Regions from separate parts of the Drosophila melanogaster genome. Here region 2 is linked to region 1. Evidence: chromatin contacts called from public targeted proximity ligation data. All regions are on one chromosome and are shown on one strand. The core of a region is the stretch at or near the end of the contact, and the rest is flanking DNA. Distances in the headings are between cores, read along the strand shown.

Region 1 (4,649 bases), core at 136-2,635:
GTTTCAATAACCCCGAACGCAGAAATAAACAAATAAATTATGCGTCGACAACGTTGCGTGTGGTTAGTACGCTAAGTGATGGGGCATGCCACGGGACCATTATCGTGGGATAATTACAATAGGCGGTCCTAATGGGTGCCAGGATCCCACACAATGACAAGACCATTAGCCCCACCCAAGAACTTTCTTCCGTTGCACAATCTAAAAAAAACGGTGGAAAACCCAACTCCGGTAGCCGCCGACGCTATAAACTTTATTTTCCAGCGATTTACGATATAGCCTAGGCCAAAATTGAAAAGGGGGATCCATTGGGGGGGTGGTTATATTGCCGCTATAAATGCGCATTATCTGACCCGGCTGGGCGCTTATCAGGCAGTCGGGGCCAACTTCATTGGTACCCCCGTTGTTTTATGGCCTCCAACCTGTGCACTTGAGTCAGCTGTGCAAAGTTTTCGCCGCGGATTCCGATTCCGAAAGGGATCACCTCAATTGCTTTAAAAATAGCAACAATTGGTTTTCATTATCGGACGGTCGCGTGTTTAATTAGAGAATCAACTGTGCATCTTGCGGTTGGTTTTTTTATTGCGCCTCGGAATTACGTATTAGTAATTACAATTATGAGAACTTTTTTATCTACACTCACAGCGGGCTCTAGAGCTGATAATTAGCCTTGTTCGAAAGCCCTTATAATAACAAAAAATCAGTCAATTTGCTGATAACTCACTTTAGCTTTGATTAAATGATAAAGATCAATAGATCGAAGGGCCGTTCTTACACTAAAGTAAAATATTTTGGTAACTAATTAAACTTGAACCATTGAAGGTCCAAGTTAAATTTGTATATGATAAGTGCTAATCGATGGTCAATTATCATGGCTTCTATAATCGTGCACTACTGTCAAACATCAAAGGCATTCATGTTTAGATTTCAGATATTAAGAAATTTAATTAAATTAACTTCTTTAAATATGGTTTCAGAAATATTTGGACTTTACTACGTACCAAGCACTTATTCTTATGATTTAGCATTGAAAAGTTTCCAATTGCTCAGTTTATTTTCCCCATAAATTTCTGTCTGTCCGGAGAAATTTATCGCAGCTGCTTGCTATTTATGGCATAGGTGCGGTCCGCTCCCCACCACCGCCCGCTAATTGCGACGGGACTATCGTTTGCAGTCAATAAACAAGCAACATCGCAATTTACATTAGTTTCCAATGACCGTATCTGGTTGGGATGGGATTGCACATTTTGGGTACGTTGCCAGGCCCTCGCAATCCCCCCCAATCTCGCAATGTCTAGATAAACAGAGTTATGTAAATGGAAACCAAGAAAATTGCAGCGGGGAGCGATGGGGTACCGGGTATTGAGTTCTGGTCGCTTCTGTTTGCTATTTGTCATAAGAGAACTCGGGACCGTGCTTATCAGCAATCCACTCAACTACGCATACGTAATCCTCCCTATGAAATATCAATCAGTTCTAACCGCAATTGTTTAAAAGTCAGGAGCACAGAAGCCAAATATACTCACAAGAATTTGCTTAATCAATTTGTGACGGATTTCAGCATATTGTTGGACAGACGCTTTAAATCTAATAATAAATAAACTCATTTAAAAACATAACAAGCAAACATTTATGTCAAAAACATTTTGACGTTTTCGAAAAGCTTTAAAACATGTTCCTTGCAGTTTCTATTGCACATTTAACTGCTGATCAGTGAATTAGTCAATGAATGACAACAGAAAAGGTATTTTTTAGGACACAAATAAAATTTTACTGGTTTTAAAAACTTTTATTTTTTAAGGTTATGGCATCAAGAGTAATCTGATTAATATAATGCTATCATAATTGGTGGAGGCAATAACCATCAATATAACTGATTTAATTTAGAGGCTGCGACGCAATTGAAAAGTTTTCCGTTCGGGAACTCACTGAACCGATAAACCAAACTTGCGGCGCCACCATATTTCAAGCGAGACCGCAAAACATATTTAATTTCAAAGGGGATGCGGAATTTGCTTTGGGGGCATGACTACTTTGCTGACTTTTCAATAAGAATACGAATGTGTTTAGCTTTCATTTTCATCTTCACAAATCTGCGATAAGCCCGAAAAGGGCTCTAAACGCACTCAGCAGCAAAAAGGAGACTTGGTTCACACTTCCGGTAAAATCTCTGACAATCTTTTCTTAAGTCCATTGTCTACGCTTTTTATTTGCTCACTCAGTTTTGCACAATCCTTTTTAAGTGCTGGCACATAAAAACACACACATTAAGCGGTAATAAAACAAAGGCAAGAACGACGTTATCCTTTAAATTCAAGTGCAATTGAATTGTGAAAGCCTTTCTTCGTGCGGGAAAATAGCAAAATGCGGCGTTGATTGCATAACCGTTATGTCAGGAGAGCAAACCGGGCTGAGAGAGCGTACTTGGGGAAGCTGCCACCCCACACTCACCCACGCAGAGAGAAAGTTTAAATGTCAAGGGGCAGTGACGTAGTAAGGCAAACTTCGACGCCCACGTTTATAAATAGAAGGTGGAAAAAAATGTTTTTTTCATGAATATAAAATACAATGTGACAATAAGAACTTTATTCACCTTAAGATGCAGTAAATATACATAAGTGAAATGGATTTTTGTTTAATAATAATCTGTAGCACATTTTTAAGGTGTCAATATATTTTCTCAGTGTAATAAAGGACACTCAAGCACAAATACAGATACACAGTGGCTGTCATTAATTTTGATGCGGCAATTAGGCAGAGCGATTTGCGGCATTCGGTAGCCACAGACTTTCAGCAGTCACTGTTCTCGACGAGAGGGAAATGAAAAAAGATCGGATAAAGGGATGGGCGAGGGCGGTCGGTGGAGCGGCGAGGAAGAAATCACTGCCATGGCCCTTTGAAGCAGAGGAGAACGGAGCTAACCTTACTCTGACCTTGATGCGGAGCGAGCGGGAGAGCAGAGCAGCTGTCTGCATCACAGTACAAGGGGAAGGGGCGGTAAATAGCGAAACAAGATTCACGAATGAAGCACAGCACAGCCCATAAAATAGTCAACGAGCAAGAAGAAGATGAAAGGGGTGGGGGCAACATCAAGAACAGAACTTCGTAGCGGCAAAAAACAAGTACAAGAAGGAGAAGCTTGCGGCAGGGCGGTAAATAACAGTGCAGGCCATTGCCATAGGTCCGATCAGTTATATCGCAGCCCGTTTGTGGTATTACTTATTTTATGATTACTTTATTTTTTATTTACATTACAAATACCTATTTTTAATTGATTTTGAGAAACATCAAAATTAAAACTGCGCACTTACGCAATTTTTATTTTATTATGACTTTTTAAAAGTATAATATTTAATAAATTTTAATGACGCACATCATAAATAACGTATATAATATATGCTTAAGGAAAAGATTACTGGTTAAAAATTAATGAATCACTTAATGTTTCAAACAACACGTAACTAGCACTTAAGAAAACCCTTCCTTTCCAATAAATCTATCATTTTAAGTACCCATAAATTAGCGAATCAAACAGCTGCTAGTTTTATGTCCCCCACTGTAAGTTCTGGTGCGGGAGCTTCTGCTCTCCTTCTTCTTCCTGCTCTCTGCAATGCTTCCTCTTCCCACACTCCCTCTTTTCAACGTGTGTGTCTGTGTTTCTCTGTGCTCCATGTAAAATTTATTGATTTTCTAGAGGAACTCCTACGGGAATCAGGAAAAGCTGTGGTAAGAAAAAGGGGCACCCGGAACCCTTAACTATTCTCTTCTTCATTACAGCGTTTTTCATATTCCCCATCCTATACCCCATGGTGAATATTAGCCGTGCTAGGTAAGCACGTATGTATGTATGTGTGTTAAGTCATTTGCACATCACAATTTTTAAGCGACACAAAAAGGAATTCCACGCATATTTTTCGTAATTACTTTCAACTTTTCTGATAAAACGATTTACTATGCACTGATTTTCGTATTTTGCGCGTCCACACAAAACCAAGAACTTTGAAGTTTTTCACTTTTCCACTTGCTTATAGCACTTCCACTTCGATTTGGCTTTAGAATATTTTCTGGTTTTCCGCGTGTTCAGAATACGTGCGTTTATTTCAAAAGACCGAATGAGAATGGAAGAATAGGACGAAAATCGCAACTATCCCCAAACCGAAACCGAAGAGAGCGCAAAAGTAAGCGGAGAGCGAAAAGTTGCGTGAGAGCAAAAACAACAACAACATATGTTGTTTTTCGAACTCTATCTTCCATGTAATCTCTTAACCTTAAAATTAAATTTAAATTATTAAAGACCAAGTTTTACTAGATAAAGAAATAAATTCTTATATTTTCAGTAAATGGTTGCTTCAATTATTTACACATAGTTTGTCGCAAAGTACCGTTACATGATGCGCTCACTGTCAAAATCTCACTGAGACTCATTTAAATTGGATATGCGCTTTCCAGTATCCAAGTTCATACCACTTTTTTGTTCCCAATCACAGCACGAACAAATTCATACAAACACAATATAAAAAAATTGTTACTTGTTCAAAAAGGTATGGCAAATTAAGTAAATATTAAAAAAATTTTCCAGAAGAGTGAAGGGATATAACTAAAAGTTTCCAATGCAGGAAAAACCATTATTGTTATTGCATACAACTAAA
Region 2 (4,835 bases), core at 2,132-4,631, 690 kb after region 1:
CAATCACGAATATACATATGAGATGGATTCCCACATTCTCCAGCGACACGCCCTCTCTCTTTGGACGGACAAAAGCAGCCCCACTCGAGATGTATTTGTATATCGGGGACTGGATGCTGGAGCTGGATGGCAACCGTTTGCGAGCGATTAAGGAACCAGAAATCGCACTTGACTTGCTCGTAGCCCCAAAGCCGGGCTGACATACAAAAGAGCCATTGAAGAGCAGCCTAGAAGATGGCAAGCAGCCAGTGGAAGCGGCCAAGAGGAAGACGAATCACGATCATCAGCGGCAATTACCGCACTGTAACTACGCAGCATCCGCAACAACAACCACAATGTAAGCGCGATGCGTGCAGAGTCAAGCAAAAAGTAAAAGAGATTCACATAGATACACAAGAAGCGGGTCTCCAGTTGGAGCCCGTGCTCCTCCTTGCTCCACCCCGGGAATCCGGACTCCCTCCAACTGGAAGCTTGTTTGGCTGCTCGCTCCGACGCGTCTTTAGCAAGTGATTTCAATTTAATTGACAGTCCTTGAACTTGACTTAAACGCAACGCAACGCAACGCACAACACAACACAGCACAGCAACCATAATAATAAAAACACCACAAGCATCCCCATCTCTTCACTTCACTCTCGATTCGCCATTCTTCCAAGTATCCAAAGTTCCTCCTCTTTGCGGGGTCTTTCGATTTTAGATTTCATTAAATTGAAATTAATGGTTACGTTTTTGATGTTTTGCAGTTTAAGCACTTATAGATATTTATGATAATGCGCTTAGGTAACTGAATGGATAATCAAAATAATATTAAAGGTTTTACAGTCCAGACGATTTAAAAAGCTCTAAAAAGTATAATCAAAAGTATATATAAACATATATTTATGCAAAAGTAAAAAAACAGGTTCATATATGCCTAATTCAAAAACTACACAATTAATATTCAAAGAAATATTTGCTAATACATCGATAGAAAGTTATTTCATCGGGGGTTTCTTAAGATATAAGAAAAAATCCATTTGTGAGCATCAATTTACGTGCTGAACTCATAAATAAAACACTAATTTGTGTAGCCTAATTTTAGATATTCCGCAGATAAGCAAACTATTTTTAACCAAAGTTTTAATAATCTAATCAACTCTAAATGACATATATCTATTTATAGAATTATAAAACTGTTTATGTCCTTGAATATAAATGAATTTTGACGAATTCACCATGGAACTGGGTCGATTGCTTTCTTGAGAAATTTCTCAAATTGAATTCTTTAAATTTAAGAGGGACTCTGGAGTTCGCTGTGGCCAACTGATATTACCGCCCTTGTCCCTCTTCTCGCTCATTGTAATCTGCATTTTCCTCCTTCCTTTGTTGACAAAGCTGAAGAGCAAAAAAAAAACCACACAAAAAGGGGCAGCCGCAAAAAGTTGACCATTTGCGATTTCGGCACACAGTATTTTACGGCTCTGTCGTCATATTTTTTGGCAAATAAATCTTTTTAAAACAACAAGCGAAACACAGTCACATATGTACATAAGAGCGACGGATATACAATATATACAATTATATGTATATATACGAGTATAAACGCATTTGTCTATATAAAATCGTATCATCGCCGCATATATAATTTATTTTGAAAGCGTGCGTACGCCACGCATTTTTTGCCGCCCTGTTTTTTTTTTTTGTTTTTTTTTTGTGCCTAGACAAATGGATGTCCAAGGGGCAGACACAGCGATATATTCCATATAGACTTTCTTTCATTCAATGAATTTTGATATTTTCGGGCTTAATTGTTTTTTCCAGCTGAGAGCTGAGAGGCCGCCGAATTCTCGAACAGATCTATAAAATTTTACAATTATGACTCGACAACTTCTTGGCTATCGACACGTGTCGCTGAAGTATTGTATCTTTTCCACCGTGCTTCTTTGCCCATTTCGGTTTCTACTCCGCATTGTGTATACGCCCCGTGGGCGTTGGACTGAGCTTGGTGAGATAAATAGCCACAGGTGACAAAAGATGTAAATGCACAACTTGATATTCAATAGATAAGGCGGCAGCAGTCCGCTGAAGTAAATGAAAGAAACACGGAGCCGCAGAAGCGCTACGTACCCATGCAAAAACTTTCACCCGCAAATGATCTAGGGGCCGAAAGAAAGACTTTCGCATCGGAATCGCGAGCGAGCGAGCGAGCAAGCTAGCGAGCGGTACGCACATCTAATTACCGCACTCGAAATGTGATTAGAAATCAGTTCTCGTCGCCAAAAAAAAAAATTGAGAGAGTGCCGCAGCACTCGGCAGAATTTCATAGTACCAGAGTACAATACTTTCACAATCACTCGAATTCAAGTTCACGGCGAGGTTTGCAAGGGTTTCGGCAGTGATTAGAACTTGATATGTATGTATATGCTTGTGTTTATATACACATGTATGTATGTATATATGTATTCACCGATTCAGTACTAATCGGTGACGCCGCGCTGATAACTAATACGAAAAGCGTACGATCTATTGAGTCCATAGTGAATCGTGCGTGGATCGCACGCACGGGAAAACTAAATTTTGATTTCTTCGTTTCTGTGTCAATGAACCCATTTGAACTAAATTCTCTTTTATGATTTTTCTGTCTTTTTTTTTTTACCCAGTGATTTCTTGTGTTTTTTATTGGGAGCTTTCGGCCACGCCGGTGCGTGCGGCGTTATCTCAAAAATGCTGTTGCGTAGGCCGATTCGAATGCGTTTAGAAAAGAAAAGTTATGGGCGAGCGCGCCCCTCTTTTGGCCTGATTAGAAACCCGTCGAAATCAGTCCTAATCAGCTGGGAATTAACATATACTTAGATATATTTGTGTGGATAACGTCGATTCATAGATGAACTAAATAACGATTGTAATAGGAATTGAATTGAATGCTTAGTTTGTGCGTAAGCATTTCATCGCATGTTTCATTTCATAAATAACATCAGCAGAATAGTAATATTAGTTTGCTTAGATACAGATTTTTGTAGTTTCTTCATAAAGTTAGAATGTGTTCAGGTGTTCGTTTTACTAAGAGTAAAAGTAGAGTAGAGTAAAAAACTTAACTTGAGTACAAGATTGACGTTTTTTCTTAACCTAATGATAAAAGTCAGATATTGATTAAATTATTAAAAGGTTTTGAGATTTTTGTGTCATCTTGGACTGTGTGTACCCTACCCTATTGTTGTCATATGGCGCTGATAAGGATCCCCGACCGGGATGAACCTTTAAAAAATCCCCGTTGGGTTGATAAGAAACAATGGGATGACAAGTAGTAGTCCCCGTTGAGGTGAATCCCTTTAGGAAGCTCATTGCTCCTATAAAACCGCAGACCATTTCTATGCTTCTCATCACTCTGATTTAAACCATTAGCCAGCAAAGATGTTCTCCAACAAGTGCGGAATACTGATCCTCGTGTCCTGCTGTCTGGTGACAATAGTGGCCTCCTATCGTCAACCATATCCCGAGGAGTTCCAGACCAGTCCAGAGCAGCTGCTCCAAGTGGCACCCTTGGTACGCCGTGCTCGATCGCCTGAGGGAGGATCCGTGGTCGTAACCGCCAGCAAGGACAACCAAGTGGGTCGGGAGGCTAGTGTTCAGTACAACCACAATCTGTATAGTAGTGGCGATGGGCGTGGCAGCATCGACGCCTACGCCCAGGCCAGTCGGAATTTCGACTACAATCGGAACAACTACGAAGGCGGCATTCGGGGCACCTGGCATTTCTGAGCGGGAACAGAAGTATTAAGTTGGTTACAACTTGATTCATGTGAATAAATACGTGTGTTTACCCAAGCGTGCTACTGTTGTTTTCCCATTAGTGACAAATCCTCCTCGGCGGATCCCATCGAAGCCCAAAGATCTTTGCGCCTGACCAAAACAAACAGTAGCCGATGCATCGGCTATTTACCCAAAGTAACTCAACTGAAAAAAACAACAACAGGGGGCAGGCAATTCATCAGACTGAAGTGGAACATACTCTTCATAATAATAAGGGCATCCAAAATCTTGAGAAACTTCAAAGAAGCGATTCGGAATCCTTTTCCAAATTAGTTAAGTTTGGAAATATATTGATGGTTTCCGGTCTCTACTTTTCATTGTCTAAAAATTAGTATCTATTTTAATTATGCAAACTGTTGCAAGTCCGTTACAAGTTGAATGGATGCGTTCGGCGGCATGCTTCTTGTGAAGTGTATGCCAAGAAGTACTAAAAGTCATGAGTCGTTGTCGGGGTCAATGGACTTTTCCTTCGCTGCTGGCGTCGTCGTTGTGTAACCAATAAAAATTGATTCTGTTGCGTGTGTGCCCTGTGGCCGACGGGGGCGCGGCAGGAAGGGGCGGCGAATTACGCACACTGCAACAAACTCACTCGCACACTTGCACACACACGTACAGAGCGGAGGGTCTGCGAATGCAATTGGGGTTGCTGCATTTATCGCTCGATTTCTTGGGGAACTCTTTTGTGAGAACCCGTACTATATCTATGTATATGTATGTATTTGTGTACATATGTACGTATTTGTGTGGGCATGACTAAGGGTAATTACTTTCGCTTTCCGTTTGCTCAGCTGGCAAATCAATAAAAACGGGCAACGCAAGTCAAGAATACGTTAAGTGCTTGACCCCCTTGCACATTTTTCGGGAAAGCCTCGTCGGCCTTTGCCGTGGCAACAAAGGCGTCGTTAATGAAAACCCACGAAAAAGGAAAAGCAATGCCTGGAAAATGACTTTCCATTTTCATTTAACAATAAGCAATCAATTGCAAGTTCATGGCACAGCTAACGATCTATTAGAAGAAAGTAAAAACAAGCAACGAAACTCATGCG

The links.
Region 2: a contact with region 1 is called in a targeted proximity ligation map of the Kc167 cell line, with 2.4 times the contacts expected there.

Annotation. Positions count from the first base shown.
Region 1 is chr3L:16,803,609-16,808,257 of dm6, forward strand. It overlaps nudC (nudC,), which reads left to right and starts at 1,386. Exons shown (of 6, transcript NM_001259876.1): 1 at 1,386-1,744. It overlaps CG9674, which reads right to left and starts at 4,123. Exons shown (of 15, transcript NM_176339.2): 1 at 3,925-4,123.
Region 2 is chr3L:17,491,499-17,496,333 of dm6, forward strand. It overlaps edin (elevated during infection), which reads left to right and starts at 3,382. Exons shown (of 1, transcript NM_168735.2): 1 at 3,382-3,802. The coding sequence starts at 3,391. The coding sequence ends at 3,738. All of the region lies in intron 2 of Oatp74D (Organic anion transporting polypeptide 74D), which reads left to right.